2 separate regions of the Lactuca sativa genome follow, and region 2 is linked to region 1. A link is a contact called in public Hi-C data. All regions are on one chromosome and are shown on one strand. The core of a region is the stretch at or near the end of the contact, and the rest is flanking DNA. Distances in the headings are between cores, read along the strand shown.

Evidence for each region. A called contact is a pair of places that touch in the nucleus more often than the background predicts.
Region 2: a Hi-C map of leaf shows a contact between it and region 1, with 5 times the contacts expected there. The contact joins the promoter of LOC111884445 here to the promoter of LOC111884443 in region 1. A contact is called at or near these places in 3 of 4 Hi-C or Micro-C datasets (leaf and seed).

The regions. Positions count from the first base shown.
Region 1 is chr3:49,004,276-49,011,631 of Lsat_Salinas_v11, reverse strand. LOC111884443 (COP1-interactive protein 1) reads left to right here and starts at 4,611. Exons shown (of 6, transcript XM_023880767.2): 1 at 4,611-4,761.
Region 2 is chr3:49,184,583-49,191,938 of Lsat_Salinas_v11, reverse strand. LOC111884445 reads right to left here and starts at 3,173. Exons shown (of 12, transcript XM_023880769.3): 1 at 2,998-3,173; 2 at 2,579-2,704; 3 at 2,087-2,169; 4 at 1,905-1,980; 5 at 1,746-1,813; 6 at 1,029-1,113; 7 at 799-908; 8 at 630-713; 9 at 371-517; 10 at 165-273; 11 at 1-39. The coding sequence starts at 2,666.

The sequences.
Region 1 (7,356 bases), core at 3,362-5,861:
CTTCACAAAAACCGGCTCCTCGCGGGCAGGGCTTCGGCTCGGGAATAACGCTCTTCGGGATTCTCGTGGCTTCGGATCTTGCTTCGGGGCTCGGGAATGATACCGGGGCTTCGGGATATGATTGGCACGCAAATCGAGGCAAAACTTAGAGAGAGGGAAGAGTTTGAACAAGAGAAAATGGCCGATTTCGAGTTCTATTTATAGGCTGAGGGTCTGGGATTACGCGGGGCGTAATCTCAAATTACGCAGGGCGTACTCGGTTACGCGGGGCGTACTTTGACGTCACTGCATGCGTCGATCTGTGGCACTCGAGTATCGGTCAGGCAACTTGCATCCGCCTGAGTACGCGGGGCGTACTCAAATTACGCGGGGCGTAATTGACTCGTCGAACTTCTAAATTGCGTAACTTTCGCATACGAGCTCCGTTTTCGACGTTCTTTATATCCACGCGAAGGTCAGACCATACTCTATAACTTTCATTTAGACTCCGTCGGCTAATTTTGACTTTTATTTTTATTATTTATTTTTAGAAGGCTGGGACAGAAAAACTTCGTTATAAATTCATAACTTCTTCGTTTGACGTCCGTTCTCGCCTAACTTTTCATCGTTTCGCTACTAACAACGAGATCTTCGATTCTCATTTAGATTGTTTCGGCTAAAAACCGCTCGATCTCAAATCGAGTATTCGGGCTGCATACCGCTAAGTTGAAACTTAGAAAAATCATAACTTCCTCATACGAAGTAAGATTTGGGCGTTCCTTTTATGCACGCTCTCGGTTTAACGAAATCTACGACTTTCGTTTAGATCGCTAAGGCTAAATATCGCTCTAACATAAATTCACTTTTTACGTCATTCAGCGTCGTGCCGGTTCTGTCACGAAACTTCGACAGGTCATAACTTCTTCGTTATAATTCGGATTTCGACGTTCTTTATATGTACGGAATCCTTGTAACATATACTATAACCTAGTTAAGATTATTCATTCTAAATAATCTTCTATCAGAAACTCATTTTTGACGCTTATCGTCTTTAAATTGACTAGCCCTGATCTACGGGTGTTACAGCGAGGGAAGGCGAATGCGTGACCGTACCGCTCCTCATCCTCATGATCTATTTTGGGACACTCTGATGACAAAAGAATTGGAAACGTTTTGTAAAAACAATTACTATTTGACTCTTTTGTTAGTATTAAAAGTTTAAATTTGGCGTAAATTTTTTGGGTGTTACAGGGGGGATAAAATGGAAAAGGAAAAAAAATAGAATTATGGCCCTCTAATCTACCATCACACCAAAAAAATAGAATTTCGACCCTCTAAGTCTGCCATCACACCCCCTTGCCCGACGCTCCCCCACTTCAGCCACATGTCAACCTCCCATTGGCTCAACATTTTTTTTTTCTATAAATTTTGTTTTTCAGTCATAACTTTTTTCTTTGAAAAAAATTGAAAAAAACCCATAGTTTTTAAATTTTAATTATCTACAAAATGAGAACAATCATTAAAATTTGAAAAAAAATACATTTTTTATTTTTTTATAGAAAATAAAAATAAAAATCTCCAAAAATCATGAAACTTTTTGGAACATTTATACTCATTATATTAGTGATTTTCTAAAGAACAAATTACATGAATGATCCTTAATGTTTTGTTTTTTTTTCCCTAAAGTAGTCATTACGAAACTTTTTTCCCTCAGATGGTACCTACACAGCAAACATTGCACACAAATGATCTTTATGACTAACTTTTGTTAACAGATTCTGTTAAGAGTATGTTAAAAGATGAAAATGCCCTTTGTTTTTATTTATTTATTTATTTTTAATATTTTGTTAATTAGAAATTAAAAAAAGTCTCTCTCTCTCTCTCTCTCTCTCTCTCTCTCTCTCCTATAGATCTCATCCATTTACCCCTTTTATCCCATCTCATATTGAGGTTTGTTCTTGCTTGATTGTTAAAATCTAAACCTGAAAATCAAAATTGAAAAACAATTGATTTGTGTTTGTTCTTTCTTGATTTCTTTGTGGAAATCAAAACCTAGAGTTCAGAACCTGCTCCACCAGCGATCATTGAAGTGGTGGGTGAAGATAGTGGCGTCGAATGTTGAACCACAGATCCATCTTCTCCGGCGGCAGTCCTGAACCACAAAATTGTTGTCTCCGCTGAATGTGGCTTGATTCGATTTTGTTGTTGAATGGTTGATGCTGCAGACGGTGGCTTGAAGAGAACAAATAAGATCAATGGTGGTGGCGTATCCATTAGAGCAAAAGTGAATTGAGGCTAGGGTTCAACTTCCCTGACGTCATTTTCCCATATCAACTTCTGCTTCTTTCGATCTCCATCATCTTCTCTCCGATCTTCTTTTCATTTCAATAATTCCTCAAACTCCATTTTATGTACTTGAACTCTTGTTTTTGTTAGGTTTCTACCGGTTAAAGATCATAATCTCATGATTTTTTTTATTAATTGGAACCTTTTCTAGTCGTGATCATATTAGATTAGAGAAAATTCTTTATTTTTACTTGTTACTTGTTGCTCGAGACTAGATATTCTGATTGCTTGATCTTGATTTCGTTTCTGTAAATGGAAGAGAGTGGGGGTGAGGGTTTTTCATTTCATCTGCTCAATTTGATTTCCTTTTCTCAATTGCAGGTATGCTTAGAGCATCTTGATTTCATAGATTCAGAAAAGAAGAAGAGAAAGGGAACTGGTAGGGTGGGGTGGATCGCAAACAATTATTTTGGTTGTAAGGAGTATTGTTTTTACTGTATGTATATGTGTTCTGAGAGAGAGAGAGAGAGAGAGAGAGAGAGAGAGAGAGAGAGAGAGAGAGAGAGTACCATTTGTGTGCATAAAACAAAGGGTATTTTTGTCATTTAACGAAATTTAATAGAATCTGTTAGCAAAGTTAGTCACAGGGGTCTTTTGTGTGCAAGGTTTGCTCCGTAGGTACCATATGAGGGGAAAAAGTTTCGTAGGGACTACTTTAGGGAAAAAAAAACATTAAGGACCATTCGTGTAATTTGTTCTTTTCTAAAAAAAAATTTAAAAGTAAGTTTTTGAGGTGTTTATTTTTTAATTTTAAGAGATATTTTTTTTATAAAATATAACGAAATTTTTTTTATCCAAATTCAAAATAAATGATATTGCTCTTCGTATTACTATTTTAATCAGTTTATAAAAGAATTTTTAAAAAGTATATACTGTAAATGATTCAAAAATGACTTTAAATTTTTATAAAAAACAAGACATGTATATTTTTGTTTTCCAAATTAAAAATCCTTTTAAAAGGTTTATCATATATCATATATTATGAATTCTTTTGAAAAGAAATTTGTATAAATAAAATTGTTTAGACACCAAACTTTAGTTTAAAATATTATAACTTTTTTTTTTAAATATTGAACATGATATGTTCCAAAATGAGATGATTCAAATTTTTTTGATTCAACGTGTCATGGTCTTAAGTTTCTTATGATCTAAAAATATTTTGATTCAAATATTTTATGATCATTAATTATATATTTCATGATTTAAAATTAAATGATTCAAAATATATAATGACCAATTTATTTTTTCTGAAATTCAAAAATGATATGATCAAAAATACTGTGATTAAAAATAATTTCATTCAAAATATTACGATTTAAAAATAATATGATTCAAAAATAGTATGAACAGAAAATATTTTGACCGCTAATATTTTTATTATTTAAAACTTTTATAATTGTTAAATATTAAAATCTCGAACCAATATTTAGTTTTAAAAAAAATAAAAAAAAAAGTAAACAAAAACACTAGTACCTTCAAATATATAGTAAAAACATTAAAAAATATAATTAAAATATTTTTTTAAAAATTAAAATAACTAAAAATAAAATAAAATAAAAACGAAAAATAAAATAAAAAACCTAAAAATCGAGAATATATATATGTTTAATTAAAAAAATAATAAAAAACGAAAATAAATAATAAAACCCAATGAAGTGGCGTTTCATAGACGTTCGTCACACGCGATTAAATTCTCAAGTCGGTTTTATTTACCACGTACATGCATTGCATGTGAACGCGTCACATTCAAATATTGAGTTAGACGTCTATGTTCTTGACGAAGTGGTGATAGAGAATTGTCATTGTAGTATTCACTATTTTTTTTTTGAGGATAGCACTTCCATATAAACGAGAAAAAAATAGCTTAAAATGGGTGTGATTCAGGAACCAACGGCTTTGATTATGAAAACGGATAAGTTGTTCCCTTCTCATCCCTAAACTGTAACAAAAACCTCACAATGGGCGCTTGACAAGCATTCATATATTAATGAAAATCAACACATCATTTACGTTATATCGAGTATTAATTTAAAAAAGAATGTTGAGTTGCTGAAGAAATTTACATAGACATATAAATGATTACTTTTTACAAATTTTAAAAGTTTGTTTTATGCAATTATTGGTAATTAAGAGTTTAAGACATAGGGTAGTGTTGTAATTATGTAAGCAATCTAGTGGCAAATGTGCAGTGGCAAGTGGTGGCGAGGACACCGTCTTGTATTTAACAATGTCCTAATTGGCTGGCGATTACTATAGACGGCCCCACACCGTGTCTTACCCCCACTTAAGAAAAACTATTGCTACTACTAATACCCTTATACCGACCCAGATTCTCTTCGTCTCTCTCTCTCTCTCTCTCTCTCTCTCTCTCTCTCTCTCTCTCTCTCTCAAGGAGGAGCTTCAGTAAAGGTGAAAGAATCGTTTCAGAGATCTAAGGTTAGTCGATACGTGAATTGCTTCGATTGATTTTTAGAAGTGTTATTGTGAATCGAACTTTTGGTTACTTTAAATTTGGTATAAAGTATGTTGAAATATGGAATAGATATGGCTGATTTTGTATCTGGAACTCCAAATTTTGTACACAGTATATGAGAATTCGGCATCTGATAAATGAACTACTTAGAATCAATTTCTAGTACTTTTATTTTGAATCACTTTGGTATGATGAAGTATGTGAAAATTTGGTTAGATTCTGTTTTGGTATCTGGAAGCTTAAATTTTGTTAGAAGTATCTGAAAGTTCGGGATCGAATTTCGAATTATTAACTGATCATCGCGCTATTAACTATTTAAGTTTTGCATCGATTTATGGTACTTTTTACAGCTTGAGTTTTTGTTGATCAGCTTTTTCGTATTGTTGCTTTGGCGTATCATGTAGAATTTTCTAGATATATTAAGATCGATATGCTCTGATTTTCTACCTGATTTGATCATAGAACTTTAAATATGGTTTTGTTTATCTGAAGCAAGCTTTTATCATTTTGCTTAGTTTGAATCAGCTTCTGATCATATTAAAAGCCAGTTGTTATGATAGTCTTGAATTAGTTAAAAGTTAAAACCCAAGCAATAGATTTAAATCATCATAAATATGGACCTCGATCTCTTAAAGTAAAACAATATATATGAGGTACCATGAGTTTGGGGAGATTTGATCTATTTCCTATAAACTGTTTTGATTTCTTCTGGTTGGATGATAGTGCTTGTAAAATTACGAAAACTGCCATCGACCGTCGTTACTAATAATTTAATTGATCAAAATCATTATAACATTCTCTTGAAATACAAGAGATGGTAGGAATTAAATTTTTCCTGATATGGTCAACATAAATCATATCGATCAGTATGACAACACTTTTGTAACAATTGCCCTTAGAAAATGGTCAAAAGTTTGCAAAAGCTTAGACAAAAGAGTTTTATTCCTGATTTAATTTCAAATTATAATTCCATAAAGTGAAATGAATATCTTAAAGAAAAAGCAGCCTTTAAGACAATGAAACTGATTTTGTTTTGTTCAAGCCTATCTAAATTCTCAAATTAACAATTTTTAAAGTTATAATAAAGATAAAATCGAATCGATATTTATCAAGCTTTTGCTTAAAATAAAAGCCACATAATTATTTAGACTATGAAAGCAATTATTGCATATATTTGTAGTACTACAACTATTTAGAATTTACATACAAGAGTTTAATGTTGTGTAAGATGACGTATGATGATTTTGACTGACAGGACATTGTACCATTTTTTTTTTCTTTCACAAATTAGATGTTGCTGATTTTGCGGTTCTAGCATGCTTTATTTCCTAAATTGGTGCAAATCGGAACCGTGTAAATACAGTTACATTATCCCAACATAAGGTTTTTTTTTTTTTTTTTTTTTTAATCCAAAAAAAATTATATGGCTGTTTTTTCAAATATAGTATTTTTTATAATTACTTACAATTTGCAAATTTACAAGCTTATTACAGAGTTATTTCAATTATTTTAATGGAATCTATAAAAACAAATTGACGAGTCCTATAGATAAACTAATAAAAAAACTATGATTTTTTTTTATGTTTTTTTATAAGAACTGATTCGTATAAAGTATTTTTTTTAAAATTGTGTATAACAAAAAAAATTATTGTGGATTAATCAACTCATTTTTTTTTATTTATAGCTTTGTTGTAATAAAAACTCAGCAAATAATCTACACTGACGTTCTTAGATTTAAATATTTTCTAAAATATAATTTTTTATAAATTTGATGATAAAATTATATTCTCCATTTTTTTCTATGGATTTTGCATCACTCACTTTTTTTTTTTATAAAGAATTAGAAGATAGAATTCCAGCTATGTTGGTTTTATTAAGTTTTATCGGTAAAGTCTCTATCTCGGTATTTCCGATGCTGACATATCATCATTCCCTCCCGGACCTCCCGTCTATTTGTTTGTTGATGCCGATGATTTTGCCAGTTTGCCCGTCCAGCTATGCAATTGCAACTTTCCAATATTGTCTTTTAATTATTTTCTGGGCCAATAAACGTTGGCACATGTTTCCTTGTACAGTTTACTATATTTGTCTTTCTTTTTTCTAAAATATATATATGGCCTATGGGGTAACAAAATGGTTTCTCGTCCTTTTCTTTTTGTCCTACAGCTAAAAGAAGTACAATCTTCCGTCTTTTTGATTTATTATGTATCTGCATTTATATTCATCGCCTCTTTTTAATAATTGTTATTATATTTTAATATGACCAAAAGCTATTTTATTGTCTATATTTGTTAATATTGTATTATTAACAGCGACATTTCTTGTTTATATTTAAGATGTCGCTTTATATGGGTTTTCTGGTCATTTAAATTGTGGTTGTGATGTCGTGTTTAAATTCTTTGATGGTTCCTTCTTGTGGAGAAAGTCGCGATAATTACTTGAATTGACCTCCATCCATTTACGCTTTTGTGTTAAACAATGTTTGGATTGATTAAAAATTTTAAATTTGATCGAATGAAAATAAAATAGTGAAAACGTGCACGCCATTTAAGGTCATC
Region 2 (7,356 bases), core at 1,924-4,423, 180 kb before region 1:
TAACCGTAATTGGAGAGAGATCATATAAAAAGTAAACAGCTGAAGAATCACATCAAACAAACTCATTTTAATTTTAAGATCTCACATATATATAATTATAAACAAAACAAGATTGTCATCATAATAACCACTAATTTGATTTCACAAAAGAAAAGAAAACAAACCTGGCCATGTCCTGTCATATTCATTCATTGGAGAGAAGTACTCGGTAACAGAGAACTGATTGGTAGGCAACACTTCTTTTGATATGTATTTATACTCGGTTGGAACAATCTACATTACCATAAAAAAAATTTTAAAAACACACCATATTATGATATACATACCATAAGAAGATAAAGCTGACATTAAATAAAATAAACTTTATAACCTTTATGTAATATTTAAAAGTTCCACTAGCACCAGGGAGTATTCTATGAGTCTCGTCTAGAGGATTATGAAGCCCTGGATACTTTGGCCCAAAAGACAAATCATGAATCACATGGCTCACATTCACATGGCTAGCTCCTTCAAAGATCTGCAGAAATCAGAGATCAATAACAAATCAGAATTTTAGATTAATAGTAATATATGTGTAGTTGTTATAAAATAAAATAGACACAAATGTCATGTACTCATGTTTTATTTACCATCTGTGCTACAAAAATGTTCAAACCATGAACTGAAATATGGAAGTTTCCAGCAACTCTTTGAACATCCAACGTCCCATAAACCTAATTCAGTTAGAAAGAATATTATGAGCAATATTTCTATTATCTATGTCTATTGTCAAATATAAATAAATGTCACAACACATACCCGACATCCTTCTCCATCATGAATTGCTTGCTTGACCTTTTTGATCATGTTTTCGGCCTCATCATCGAATCTATCCAGATGAGGTTTTTCATGATGATGTGTTTCATTTCCTAATCAAACTAATACATAAGAGCCATGATACTACTAATAATAATAAATAGTTTAAACTTTAAACATGCGATGCAACTGCTATATATGAAATGAAGCATTATACATTCAAAGATGATTACCATGATTATGTGTTGTATGTCCCTTTTCTACTAGATCCGATAGATACTCTGTCCCGATAATCATCCCTTCTTTATTCAATCGAAGCTGCAGTAACTCTAACCCGTTAAAACAATCATAATGCATCAATTACATACAGCAAGCGAGATAAAATGGAACAAATTTTATCTTAAATTAGCAAAGGGTAAGCAGAATAAATCACATATAACAGGTATTAGTCAATAGTCATTCCAACTTAACAAGCAATCCACATATAAACAACTGTTCATCTCCAATTCTTTATAGTTTCCACAGATACTATTGATGTATAAATAATGAAGTAAGGGATTTAAAGCAATTTAGATGATGAATCCTTAATATGTCATTCTTAACAGAAGGTTTTACCAGAGAACAAATGAAATCTTGACATTTTAGGAACCATTCATTTTGGTGTCATCATCTTCTATTCTCCATTTTCATTTTGTCTAGTCCTATTACAGCATAAAATCCAATACTTAGCTAGTTGCTTTGCTGGTTTCCCAACCCCAAAAAATAAATAAAAACCTTCTTCTAACATATGACATTTAATGGCGTTCTAAGGATCACAAATTTGGATAAAGAAATGACTATTTAGATAATCTCAATAAAGTTAAAGGTTAAGGTATTGTATATTGACAAAAATAAAATACATAGTCTAATCTACATAAAGAACATGTTATTTAACAACAGAACAACCATACCTTCCATATATTTGTATCTAAATCCACTTCATGTTTGCCAGACATATCAATGGCATCTACACTCAAAACTGACAAAAATACAAATGTTAATCACAGTGGAAAAAAGCATGCTCACAGTATGAACAAAACAGGGAGTCATCTTGACTAAAAGTTGCTAACCTTGACAGGGTAAAGCAGGGAATGACATGTTTATATGGATTGGTAGGGTTTCTCCACGTTTCAGGTCAACAGCCATCTGCCAACATATTAATTTTTACAAGATATAACCACTATGAAGCAATGATCTAATAAATATAAATTAGTCACCATCAGGGCTAAAAGATTATGGCAAAAGAACAAACCTCATGAACTGTATATGTAGATATGTAGTATGTCAGCTCATGCAAGAATAATGTTGCCATTATGAACAAACCTGCAATCGAAACTAGACAACCAAAAGAGGGGAAGAGAGAAAGTGAGATTTCAAATAGTGATGCAAACGATTGAATTGATTAAAATACCAAAAAATATATGAACTTCAGATGTTTCTACATTGATCCTATTTGAGTAAGTTGTGTAGATGCTATTATGGTGAACTAAACCAACAAAGTGAACTGCAACCAAAAATGCACAGCCTTGGGCAGTAAAATCCAAGAAAATTTGAGAAAAAAAAATCTTTCAGGTTGCTTCTTGGTCAGGCATATTATTTTTCTGCTTAAGTTATCTCATAATTGTAAGAATTTGTTCATTTTTTCTTCAATCTAACATGGTAGCCATCCAAGTGAAACCACACTCACTCAGACATGTTCTTATAAAGATCAAGGGAACTTTAATTAGTAATAGAAAAAACTTACCAACAGCACCAGACTGTGTTTTCTGCAATAAATGCTCTTCTGCACGCGGAAACGCATCAAGGTTCTTTAATACTTGTTTCACACCCATGATGTTTTGATTGTTTTTTAACAAACTTTCGTGAACACCTGTGATTTTCATAGCAAATCAAACAATTTTGCTTTAAAACTGAATGAAAATAATCATCAGTCAATCAGATTATACAGCTCAAAGTAGCCAAATCCTAACACAATAAATCAATCACGTATAAAGGGTTCTGTCAGCGGACCCCTAAATTTTCAATTTCTACAACAAATTTACCGAATCCCGTGATCGCAATATATCAAAATTTAGTGCGAATCTATCTGATTCGGTCGTAAACACAACAATTTCGTACTAACAACAAATCGAAGAGTCTAGAAAAGAAGGAATATACGCTGACCTGAAAGGACAAGAGGAGGGGAAGAGACCGTACGAAGAAACACGCACAAACTAAGACAGGAGGATTTGACCGGTGACAAATCCGAAGAAGACGATGATTTTGCGAGAGGCCGTCCATGGCTATCGATACAAAGTCCAACGGCAATGGGCCATGGGTCGGGTTCGAGTGATGATTGACCGGGTTTCATAACAATTGGGCAATTGTTAGAATAGCTATGAATATATTTTTAACTTTTATTCATCATGTCAACCTATTTCTTTTCAGAGAAAAAAATATTTATTATTTTTCAAGATTGATACAAAAATTAGCTATTGCAAAGCAACACCATTTTTCGAATTTTGTATATGACATTTGTGAAAATCTCATTCATCTGCAAAAAAAAAAAATAGATCCCAAAACTAGATTTGAAAAGAAAAAAAAATCGTAGGTACCATCTGTGAAGATTCAGATTGATATAATCGAAAATCAGTTGCAATAGATTAAAAAACAAACCATTATTTTGAAGTTTTATGTGTAAGTCTTCAAACACTATTTCCATTTTCCACTAGAAAAAAAAAGTAAATATATTTTAGATGTGAAATCCTATTTTGTTATTTTCGTATGTAAAACAACAAAATTAAAATTTGTTTGGTTGTTGGTGTGATTTTTATGACTAAAACACCAAAAAAATCAGAAAAAGAGGAATTTGTTTTAAATGTTGCAAGTGATCTTCGAATTTTGCATGTAAAATCTAGATTTTCGCAAATGGCATCTGGTGATTTTTAAAAAAAAATCTAGTTTTCTGACCCCTTTTTCATAGGTGGCTAAGATTTTTAGGGATATCATTTGGGAAAAACTTCACACAGTGTCGTTTCATAGATTTCTAGATGATGTATGTGAAAGTCATGATTATTTGTAACATCATGTTTCCTATCATTTCTTATTTTAGGGTTGTGGGCCGAAAGTTGATTGTGTAAAGGTTTTGGGTCTTGAGGAGGTAATGTTTAGTCCTTTTAGAATGAAGTAATGATGGTTAAGAGATTTAACATTTGAATTGTGATTTGGGCCAAAAGGTTGAAAGGGAAAAGTCATAAGTCGGGTTCTTACATGAAATATGGATTTTTGTACGATAAGTTTTTAGTCCAAGATATCTAGATAATATTGTGGGGCTCTTCAATATATTTTGGTGCATATAAAGAACGCCAAAATGGAAGTTGAAATGAAGAAGTTGCAGTAGTTTAAAAGTGTGTTGATTTTGGGAAGAAGGGTAGTACGTTAGGCGCACCAGCATGGTGAAGTCATGCATTCAAGAGCACACGTTGGGCGTACGCGATCAGAACCCAAACCCTAATTTCGAGGTTTTGAGCCATATTTAAGGTCCTTAACTTTCCTAAACCCTTTCCATTCTCATCCTCCATCTTCCCAACGTCCTCCCTTGAAACCCTAACCCTAATTTGAGCCTTGTGAGCCAAAGAGTGTGCTTTTTTGTACCTTTGAAGGAAGAAGAAGGTGGTGATAAAGCTTGGAAGCTTGAAGCAACTTTAGATCTGGAAGTGCGCATCCCTCATTAATCTCCAAAAGGTATAAAGTTAGAAGCTTTATGAATGTTTCCTTAGATCTAGTTTAAGGTGTTAAAGTTATGTCCTTTTTGCCATACAAATTGGTCCATTTGAGTCTGGTTGTTCCAAATCTTGTGGGGTGCATTTCCAGGTGTATATGAGGGTATTAGGTCATAAAAATGTGATATTGGTCTTGTTCTCCCATTCATGAATGTGTTATGAAGCTTAGAATTTTATGATAAGTTAGGGTTTTGGATTTGGTCCCTTCCCAGCCATGCAAAATCATAACGTTTGAAGCTTTATAATTTAGAGTGTTAATTTGGACATAGAACTGAGCTCTAAATAAAAGGTCTTAAGGGATAACGTGCTTTATGGAATGTTGGAATCAGCCAACTTATGTTGGGTGTAGCTGGGAGTACGCTTGGTGTATTGGGTTTGAATCGTGTATGATGGTCGTACGTGGAGTATGTTGGGCGTACTCAGCCAGCCTTGGACTTTGACTTTCGTTGATCGTTGACTTTTTGACAAAGTTTGACTTTGGGTCAAACTTGAGGGATTTGGACTATTGATTGATATTTTATTTGGTTATGGTGTTAGTGAATTCGCTGGTGCAAGCAATGCATAGAAGGGATCATATTGCAGTGTTTCGGAGTTCTTCGATTCGGGTGAGTTTTGCCTCATTGTACCGTGGGTCAAAGGCACCAATGTCGCCCCACTAGTTTTGGTTATCTTTTAGTAGAGGGATGTTGAGTGTGCAACGTCTAGTGAGAGGTCGAAAGTATTTTTTGTATGTATAGGTGCGAAGTCTGGTACCTCGCAGTGTATGTATTTTGCAAGGCATTTGTTGTGTTGTAGTTTCACGTCTAGTCCTTGCATATTTTTTGAGTGTCTGTTTTACCCTATAAATAGATTAGTATAGAAGTATAGAGAAAGTTTTTGGGCACTTTCATTCTTAATCTCTCTTTCTTGTACTCTTTCAGACAAATCAATGAGTCAAACATAACTTATTAATACTTTTTGTTATTGATTTTGTTCTCTAAACTCGATTCAAACACTTTTAAATTGGTAGGCCCTTGTGCTACCAAAGGGCAAGAAATTTGGAATAAGCGAAGTTCAGTCCATGAAAGGAAAGCTAAATTTTAGTTTGGTTTGGTCTTAAACCTTATCTTATGATTGTAGGTTGGAAATGACAGATTCACATGGATGAGAATGTATACACTAGAAAATCTTGGTCGCAAAAGGTTTTGCTCTAATTCATGAGAATAGTTACGAGGAAAAACTTGCACTAATAGATTTTAAAGATCTGATAAAGATCAGCATGGTTAGTGGTTGTATTAATTGCATTCTCAAATTCATAATATGATTACGACATCCTTCTTCATATTTCGAATTATGAGGAATAGTTTGAACTTTCATGATATATATATATATATATATATACACACACACACACACAGTAAAGTCCCCAATATTTTCATCGATTTGACAAGAAAATCTTAAGCTTTATTTTTTTGACAGTAAAGTCCAAATTACCGGCAGTTTTTGACACTTTTACTCTTTTTTCCCGGTTAGCCGGTAATTAGGACTTTTTTGTCAAAAAAATAAAGTTTAGGACTTTCTTGTCAAATCGTCAATTACGACTTTACTGTCAAAAAAATAAAGTTTAGAACTTTTTTGTCAAATCGTTGAAAATATTGGGATTTTAGTGTATATATAATTTTTTTGGTTAAAAATTTAATGGTATGATACTCTTTAAGCATAAGAGTTATTGAAACTTTCACTAATCTGCTAGATCCTATTGAAATCCTTAACGTTTGCTTCTTGTTAAATAGTTTTTTTAATCTCAACAAACCGACATTGAAAAAACTTAAGATAATCAAGAAAAAGAGAAAGAAAGAATCAGGGTTGTATTGGCTTTTTACAGCCCCAAAAATGGAGAAATAAGAAACCAAAAAAAACGAAATTGCCCTTCTTTCCCTTCTCCACATTCACACCCTTTTGACTAGGCATGTGTTGTTTGTGTTTGTATTAAGCCAGGGCAATTTCGTTTTTTTAGGTTTCTAATTTCTCCATTTTTGAGACCGCAAAAGACCAACATACCCCTGGTTCTTTCTTTCTTTCTTGATTATCTCAATTTTTTTCAATGTCGGTTTGTTGAGATTAAAAAAACGATTTAACAAGAAGCAAACGTAAAGGATTTCAATAGGATCTAGCTGATTAGAGAAGGTTTCAATAACTCTTGTGCTTAAAGAGTATCATATCATTAAATTTCTAACCAAAATAAATTATATATACACTAAAGTCCCAATATTTTCAACGATTTGACAAAAAAGTCTTAAACTTTATTTTTTTGGCAGTAAAGTCCTAATTGACGATTTGACAAGAAAGTCCTAAACTTTATTTTGTTGACAAAAAAGTCCTAATTACCGGCTAAGCGGGAAAAAAGGGTAAAAGTGTCAAAAGCTGCCGGTAATTTGGACTTTACTGTCAAAAAAATAAAGTTTAGGACTTTCTTGTCAAATCGATGAAAATATTAGGACTTGACTCTGTGTGTGTGTGTGTGTGTATATATATATATATATATATATATATGCAAGTTCTGAAAGGGTTTAAACTTACACATGTGCTACCCAATGAAGGTTTATAAGCTTAAGAAGTCTAGTTAAAGACTTATCGAAGCATCGCGTAACAGAAATTTGTACTTCTGTAAGAAAGTCAAGAGCATTGTTTTCTAAAAGTCCAGTTGATTTATGGGTACATGTCAAAGTTAGTGGGAGCATAATTGTTATGTTAGTATTGCTTGTTGATAATATTGTTCGTA